Linked DNA regions of Mus musculus: all the other regions are linked to region 3. Evidence: chromatin contacts called from public promoter capture Hi-C data. All regions are on one chromosome and are shown on one strand. Each heading gives the region's core, a stretch centred on a gene start, on an enhancer-like site or on the middle of the called end of the contact. The rest is flanking DNA. Distances are from core to core; before and after follow the strand shown. Region 1 holds the start of Akap11 (A kinase (PRKA) anchor protein 11). Region 2 holds the start of Dnajc15 (DnaJ heat shock protein family (Hsp40) member C15). Region 3 holds the start of Tpt1 (tumor protein, translationally-controlled 1).

Region 1 (2,700 bases), core at 132-2,631, 2.7 Mb before region 3:
TTTAAATACAAGTCAGCAGCCAGCGCTTAGGGCTCTGACTTAACACATTTTGGAGACTGTCAAGGTCATTGGAAATTGGTTCTCACAGGATTGTCTTTTACCTGGACGAGTTCCTTGTTGTTTCAGCTTCCGTAAAATTCACTCTCTACAGGGAAGAGCTTACTAGTTTTTTGTTTTTTTTTTTAAACTAATTGTTATTGTTCCCCCCTTTAAGAGGTCAAAGCTTTTCATTGTAGACTAAACTCCCAGTTCTTTTCTTGGTTGATGAAGCAGTAAGGGATCTAGCCTCTATTATCATCCCAAGTTTATTTCTTGTTATTCAAATGTGCTAGATTAGATCCGGATTTGGGGCTTGTGAATTATTCTACTTTCTGCTAGCGATGTAGGGCTGCTATCCAAATCACTGCCTGAATCTTTCCTCCCACAAGGGCACCACCCCCAAGCAGTGGCCCAATTGTAACCACCACCATCAGATGATGATAATCTGCGAGTTAACACCTACAGATATCCACCCCCTCCCCCAACCCGGCCCCAGCTCTCAACAACCTAATCTATTTGTCTTCATAGTGTTCAATAGACAACCTGGAATTATGCCTAAAACGTGTAAGGAAAGCAGCCAAAAGCTGTTGAAGAGAACGAAGATATGACTGTACTCTTTCTTGTCTCTCTCCCCTAAAGAGGATAAAACAAATAAGGAGCATCTACTTCAAAATGTCCTTCTCATCTCTCGGCCAGTTTGAGGACCGTATGTCCTTGAGGAGACCATGCAACATGACTGCACCGATTCCTCTGATTTAAACAGGAATCACACAGCTTGTCACCCAAGGCTAGGCTTCTTGGTGGTCAAAGCCTTATTTTCCAATTTCAATGGCCCGTGGGGTTGGGAAGTGCACTGCCCTTTAGACTGACTCCAGAGGTTCCGATTGGGCCCAAGGCTTCCTCAGTGGTTTCCCCTGATGATGTTGGGAACCGGGCAGACCCATTCTGAAGGATGGGCTGTGTCTGGACCCCTGATGTCGTGGGCTGCCACTGGCTGTGGGAAACCAGCCCCAGGAAGGTCTAAGGGTGGCGGATGGGATGCCAGCATCCTGGGCTCGGGCGCTTGCCAGAGGAAAGGGTTAAGCCGTTCCCAAGGCAACGCACCAGGAAGCGCGCAAGACGTCAGCCGAGAGTTCGTAGGTCAGCTCGAGGTTTAAAGCTCCCACGGGCCGAGGGCCGCCTGGCCAATGGAGAGGGCGCCTCCGCGTCACGTGACGGGCGACCCGCAGCTTTGCCCTCCAGAGCACGTGGGAAGATATTTTCCCCCCACCCCTTGTTCCTTTTGCGCGGGCTCGGCCACGGGGTCGTTCTCGCGAGAGGTGCGACGGCTCTCGCGAGAGTGAGTGGGCGGCGTGGGGAGGCGGCGGCGGTGGCGTCGCGGGCTGGGGCGGGCGAGGGGGAGCGCCGCTGCGCTGCGGCTCGCGCCACCGGGCGTTGCGGGCCGTGACGGGAGGCTGACATGCCCGGGAGCTGAGAGGCTGTGCCGCCTGGTGAGCGGGGCAGGGAACCGGGAGCCAGAGGGCCGGGTCCAGACTGCGGCCGGGCGCCGTGGCCTCGCTGCGTGGGGCGCGGGCGGGAGGACGGTGCACTTTGTCCTCCGCAGCAGCATCCTTCCCTGTCAGCGTCCGAACCCAGGTCCCCGGCGCTGCCCTAACCCCAGATGCCGCTGTTTGCATCGCTGTCACGTCGCCTCCAGGCTGGCCAAGCATCCGAATTGCGCTATCAAATAGAAAATGGGCTGGCCAGACCACAGTGACAGTACAGTCTAAACCCCTGGTATAGCTTGGTGACAGTCCTTTAGCTCTGCCTACGGTCTTTAAAAAGAAAAGAAAAGAAAAAAAAACCCTATTAGTTGGAGGTGGCTTAGCTTTAGGCATTAAGGCATTTTGCGGTGAGCAATACTGCTGAGACACATCGCTAATGGCCTTGGCGCATACTGGAGTTAATATTCGCAGTTCTTTTATAGCCTTGTGATTATCCATTTGCTTCTAAATCGCTTGTTTTCCTTTGCATCTTTCTCACCTTGTTAGCAGTGTTATTTATATTGGTACTCAATTTTGTTATGTATGAAAATATATAAAATAAGGGCATCAGGAAAGATGGAGTATTTATTCATGCAAAGGTGATTTTGTTTTAATGTCTTTGTGTTTGCTTGGTGTGTGTGTGTGTATGTGTTGGTGTGTGTGCTGGTAAAAGGCAGCCTAGTATGATTGATGTCATTTTCAATAGTCCCACCTAATCTTTCAAACTATAGAAGCATTTTTTTCAAGGAATAACCTGGTTATTCATACTTGATTGTGTTTTCCAGGCAGGATTGTGAATCATAGGTTGGCAGTAAATTAAGCAATTAGTTGTGTAGTTAGTAACTGACTTATGAGGGATGAAGGGATATGAGGGAATTGGGGAAGACGTGGGTTTATAAGCTGAGCTGTGGCTAATGTAGATAGCTACAGAACTGCTCAACTGATCTGCCTGGAAAGGAATTGGCAGTATATACTCTGTGCCCAGTGATGTTTCTCAGTTGTTGAAGATTCTGAAGTTGGAGGCCCAGAACTGTAGTGAGAGATTTGCTAGCCTTCTCAAGCCTCTGAATTCCAGGGCTTCGTCAGGGAAACAGAAGAAAATCCTTTGGGAGAAAGGATGGTACATTTTATTTTAATT
Region 2 (2,728 bases), core at 87-2,586, 2.0 Mb before region 3:
AACACATGGATGATGAATGCATGATATGTAGGCTTCAATCCAATTCATTTGGTTTGATCACGAATAATTGTGGATTGGCTTAATAAAGTAATTTATGTAATAAAGCCGTGTTTCTGAAGAGTTCTGAAGTATTTTTAACACATTATTACATATCACCGGCTCAATTCTTGGTGTTTATTTCCATGTGGAATTTGTGACCCCTTTCTTCTTCTAACTAAAACAAACCCCATGCTCCCTACTGACCACATCAGTGGCTGAGCCTCCAAGGAAGCCTTTGTGGCTGTTCTCGTTTCTCTCTGTGAACTCTGACACTGATTTTGCTTTCATTTGTAGCTAATCTAGCATGCTTGCTCGTGCTTTTAGTATATGGTACTAGCATGGTGTTTAATGTAATCTTTCCTTCCTGATTCTAAATTCCTTCAGGCCCTAAGCATGAGAATAATAATATATGGATAAATTAATAGGTTCTTACAACTGGTTTTTTGTTTGTTTGTTTGTATGGTTTGTTTTGTTTTGTTTTTCAAGATAGGGTTTCTCTGTATAGCTCTGGCTGTCCTGGAACTCACTTTGTAGACCAGGCTGGCCTCGAACTCAGAAATCTGCCTGCCTCTGCCTCCTGGGTGCTGGGATTAAAGGCGTGCGCCATCACGCCCAGCTAGGTTCTTACAACTTTTAATGTAAAAAAACAAAACAAAACAAAAAAACCAAACCCCAAAACAAAAAAAAACCTTCTTGTAGGCTGGATTGCAAAGTGTATAAAGGGTAAAACAGCAGCCAACTTGGTACAGGGGTTAGAAAGCGTATTAGCTTCAGTTATTGCCTAATATCTGTTCGAGAAAGCTTGACCTAAACATTAATAATGAAGTTAAGTCTTTATGTATTCAAATTAGTCAAAATCATTTGCTGTGAGCGCAAGTTAGTGGATCATCAGTATCTTCCCAGTGATTTCACTAACATGTGAAATCACATTCATTTCTAGTTGGGAAGGTCAAGCAAGGAAGCCCTCCCTGGCCTTGTTTCTATTCCCAGGCACCATCGCGGTACTTTGGAATCTCTCCCTGCCTGGTTTTAGAGGAAACTCAAGGTAGACCTAAGAAGGCCCCGCCTCTTCAGGCTTGGTTGTTATAGTGGAGGGTGGCACAAACAAACAAACAAGGCTCTGTAAGGGTCTGACCCCGGGCTTTGACAGGGTCAGTTTATCGGAGATGGAATGAGAACCAGATTCTCTGCAGCCAGGTCTCCACTAATAAAACTGAACACCTACTCAGAGCGCGAACTTAACCGGTCCGCACTAATTTGTCCCCGCGGACGCCCCGTAGACAACTCAGTGCGTCCTCGGAGTCCTGCAGTGCCATGGCTACCGGTGGCGGCGTGACCTCCAGAGAGGGGCTGCGCTACGCCGAATACCTGCCTCCTTCTGCCCAAAGGTCGGACGCCGACATCGACCACACAGCGGTGAGTCTGCCGGCCGCCACTGACCTGCACCCCTAAACCCCAAGACCTCCCACTCCCACCCCCTTGCCCGGCTGCCTGTGCCCGGCGTGGTACCTGGCTGTCTCCTCAAAGTGTCACGGACCACAGAACAGGCCCACGGTTATCCAGTGAAGAGACCCATGGGTTCCCCCTGGGCAGAGGGGGCCCGGTGGAGCCAGGAGCCTCCCTTGGGGAAAAGTAGTTAAGAACCAGGGCGCGAAGCTGCGTGAGAACAGTTGGGACCTCTAGCACCCCCAAGTCTGGAGCAACTCAGCCTAGATCCGGGCAGAAAATGCTTGCGATTTATTGAGGCGGCTTCTTTCCTTCCACCTTGTGGTTCCTGAAGATCGAACTCAAGTCAGCCATCACCTCCACTGACCGAGTCACCCCGCTCGTTCACATCTGTAGGAGAGTCTAGAATTCAGGACATAACTTAGGAGGTCTCTTTAACAGCCAGCCTCAGGAATGCTAAATTGTGGGAGTCTTCACCAGTTCACGCCACTGTCCTTTCTATAACAGAAACAAAAACAAAAACAAAACAAAACAAAAAAAAAAACCAACTTTCTTGTGATATCCTGACATGAAATTAAAGTTTCTAAAAATCAATATAATAGTCAAATTGAAACGTAACGGTGAAGTAAATATCTTCTTAGTAATAAGTAGCTGTTTGAATTTGTAAATGCCTTCACGTTATTTATTATATTACAGGCTGCAATGAAGTGATCATATTGCCCTCGCATTGCAGCAGTTGTACATGGGACAGCTACAAATGCCAAGCCGGCAGGATTTTATTTTTTAAAAGGACTCACTGTATTTCCTACGCTGGCCTGGAGCTTACGATTCTCCTGCTTCAGCCTTCTTACTTCCTGGCCTATCAGATATTGGCATCCTGTTGTTATTTAAAAAAATTTTTTTTTTCCCAAAAAAGCAAACACTCTGAGGTAAATTGTTAGAAATGTCTCCTCACTTTGTAGGGTAAGTTCACTTATGGAAAATTAAGCCTGTACTAAAACAGAGTAGAAGTATAAATGGTTGAAAGTTCTTAACAAAACAAAGATGGCCAGAAACTGGTTATTCACCATTTAATGTCACTGGCATCTTGTAACACTTGGAGAGTTAGGGATGGTTTTTTATTCCTGGTTGGCCAGCCTTGCACATGATAGGACTTTTGAAATCGGGAGTCGACCATCCACAAAGTACTCTTCCTCTTAGGCAAACTACTGTGGAAGCTCAAAAGGGCTTCACAGCGTTTTCA
Region 3 (2,700 bases), core at 91-2,590:
GTTTACTAGGTGACAAGAAACCATTTAAAAGAATGTAATTCCTATATTACCTTTAAAGTAACTTTCTACCGGCTTGCTCACATTATTGAAAATCAACCTTCACTGTATAACAAAAGACCCTCCTTTCTTAAGCCCTTCCTACCTAAGCAACCAACTTCTTCTAGGAAGCTGACCACCAAAACGGGGTGTTTATGTCACTTACGATTTCATGTAGTCTTTGATGTACTTTTTGTAAGCCTCTTTTGTGAAGCTGGTTTCTTGTAAGTGATGGTTCATGACAATGTCAACACCGGTGACTACTGTGCTTTCGGTACCTTCGCCCTCCGGACCTTCAGCGGAAGCATTTCCACCGATGAGCGAGTCATCGATGGCACCCTCTGTTCTACTGACCATCTACATTTAGAAGAAAACAAAACAAAACAAAAAGACAATACAACTTAGTCGAAGGGGCAAAAAAAAAAAAAAAAAAAGAAAAAAAGAGAAAAAAAAAAAAAGGTCCGGCAACGATCAGTCAGCTCCCTGAAACATCTTAACCTCCCCCCAAATAGTCGCTGCCCGGACTGAGAGAGGTGGTCACTCTCATCAAGCGGAACCAAGTTGCTGTGGCCTCTCTCGAGTCGCCACGGGTTAAGCGCGCACAGCGCAAACCTGTCTTATAGACAATATGTCCCCGTTCGCCCGGAAAGAGGATGGCGCTGAGTTCGCGGACCTATTTCCAGGCTCGGCTCCGCCTCCACTTTTCTAGAAAAACCCAAGGTCCGCAAGAGCGTCTCCTCCGCCTGGAGGCGGCAGCGAGGATTGCACGAGTTCCAGCGGCCTCCCCGCGGCGCCCAGCCCAGCCCGGCCCGGCTCGGCCGACCCGGCAGGCAGGCGGCCAGCCTCCCCGCGCGCGGCGCCCCGCTCACCTTGCCCTCCACCTCCAGGCACAGCCCGTCCGCGATCTCCCGGATCTTGTAGATGTCGGAGAACAGCTCGTCATCTGAAAGCGAACAGAGAGAGCCGCCCGTGAGCGAGCGAAGGCCCGCCATTTCCCGCGCCGGGCTCGGCGCACGCGGCGGCTCCCGGCCCAAGCTCTGCGCTCGTGTCCCCGGCCTCCCCGGTGCCCACCCGCACCCAGGCCCGCGGGCGCCGGGACTTACGGCTGATGAGGTCCCGGTAGATGATCATGGTGACGGCTGGGGACGGCGGCGCTAGCCTGACAGCGCGGAAGCGAGCGCGGTGCAGCCGGAGCGGCGCGCGGGGGGAGGGGGGAGCGGGCGGAAAAGGCCGACGCGGGCGCTCCCCAACCTCATATAGAGGGCACGCTCGGCTACGTCACCGTCCGCGGCTCCCCCGGAACTGTCGTCAGCGGTGACGTGAACGCAGGGCGGTGCGGGGGCGTGGCTACGCCCGGCCGGCCCCGGGAGGGCATCCGGGGACTCTGCTGGGACACAATGCGGAGTGCCCCTGGGTGCGCGGGGCAACGGGGGCGGTGTGCGGATAGTGCGCCCGGGGCATGCTGGGACGGGAAGGGACTTGCGGCCGACCGATGGCCGGACGCTTGAGTCGCCGCCCGGGCGTGGCCAGGGTGTGACTGCGCCCCGCCTCCCGCCACGCCGCTTCAGTTCCCACCCCTTTCTCGGAAAGAAAATGTCAGCAGAATCGGATGACTGTTGTCGGGCGCGCCGCTGAGCCTGCGGGGACTACGGGGATGGCGCCGGGCTGGTGTCCCGGGTCTCCGACCTCCGGTCCTTGGCTGCCCACAGACTGCACCGGTTTTGCTCGCGGAGGGAGATGTCCTGGGGACTGGTCCTCTAGTGGGTTCCGAAAGTGAAAGCCTGCGGTGGGTCTGGCCGGACAGCTCTTCGCTGGCCTGTTCTGCTCTTGGTCGCAAACGGTGTCCTTTGTTAGGACAGTTCTGTATTGTCACTTTTATCCCTTTTATTCCTGGCGATGCAGGACTAAACAGACCCAAAATAAGGAGCTTCCCACTTGCCCGGGTCACTTGAAGGGCTTTCGCATCCACCACGAAGTACAACATACAACTTCCGAGACCCACCGTTCAGGTAAACATGTATGGCAGGATGAAATCACAGTTTCTTCCCTTCCAGATTTGGTTATAGTCCGTTGTAACCCTAGTGTTGCAATTTTCTCGCTTAAGAAGGACATAGCCAGCCCTGCCTGCCCTCGGACAGAAGGTTAGGTTAGTATGTCAAAGGAGAAGGCAGTTCACACTAACAAAGTGTTACAAGCACAGAGTAAACCATTCAGGAATAAAACTCTAGCCAAAGAGCAGAAGAAAAACCGTCCACTTAAGATGCGGTGGTCTGCTGCTTTCCTAGATACTCTAAAGGACACGGGGTAACAGTAAAAAAGTGAAGGACATCAGAAAACGTAGACATAGAACCGAGGGGCTATGACTTAGCAGTCTCAAAACTCAGTTATTTCTGAGTTATGTGAATCTTATTTGCACATCCCAGGTATTCATTTTCAAATTATTCAAAAATGCTCATTTACATAGATCCCCAAACATATTCTTTTTGGATTTTTCTGTTATTTTCTCCAGTTTTATGCCCAAATGTATTTTTTTAACATCATTAAAAATTTTTTTTTGTTTTTGTTTTTTCGAGACAGGGTTTCTCTGTATAGTCCTGGCTGTCCTGGAACTCACTTTATAGACCAGACTGGCCTTGAACTCAGAAATCCGCCTGCCTCTGCCTC

What was found. Promoter capture Hi-C pulls out the DNA fragments that hold promoters and counts their contacts.
Region 1: a contact with region 3 is called in a promoter capture Hi-C map of pre-B cells, with 4 times the contacts expected there. The contact joins the promoter of Akap11 here to the promoter of Tpt1 in region 3. A contact is called at or near these places in 1 of 39 promoter capture datasets (pre-B cells), 2 of 115 datasets of contacts at active chromatin or transcription factors (astrocytes and extraembryonic endoderm stem cells) and 2 of 9 other capture datasets (adipose tissue and liver).
Region 2: a promoter capture Hi-C map of pre-B cells shows a contact between it and region 3, with 3 times the contacts expected there. The contact joins the promoter of Dnajc15 here to the promoter of Tpt1 in region 3. A contact is called at or near these places in 2 of 39 promoter capture datasets (liver and pre-B cells) and 1 of 9 other capture datasets (liver).

Annotation. Positions count from the first base shown.
Region 1 is chr14:78,535,541-78,538,240 of GRCm38.p6, reverse strand. Akap11 (A kinase (PRKA) anchor protein 11) reads left to right here and starts at 1,381. Exons shown (of 12, transcript NM_001164503.1): 1 at 1,381-1,529.
Region 2 is chr14:77,873,525-77,876,252 of GRCm38.p6, reverse strand. Dnajc15 (DnaJ heat shock protein family (Hsp40) member C15) reads left to right here and starts at 1,336. Exons shown (of 6, transcript NM_025384.3): 1 at 1,336-1,455. The coding sequence starts at 1,354.
Region 3 is chr14:75,843,896-75,846,595 of GRCm38.p6, reverse strand. Tpt1 (tumor protein, translationally-controlled 1) reads right to left here and starts at 1,340. Exons shown (of 6, transcript NM_009429.3): 1 at 1,140-1,340; 2 at 906-979; 3 at 203-393. The coding sequence starts at 1,167. Gm4285 (predicted gene 4285) reads left to right here and starts at 1,632. Exons shown (of 3, transcript NR_045294.1): 1 at 1,632-1,822; 2 at 1,939-2,045; 3 at 2,614-2,700.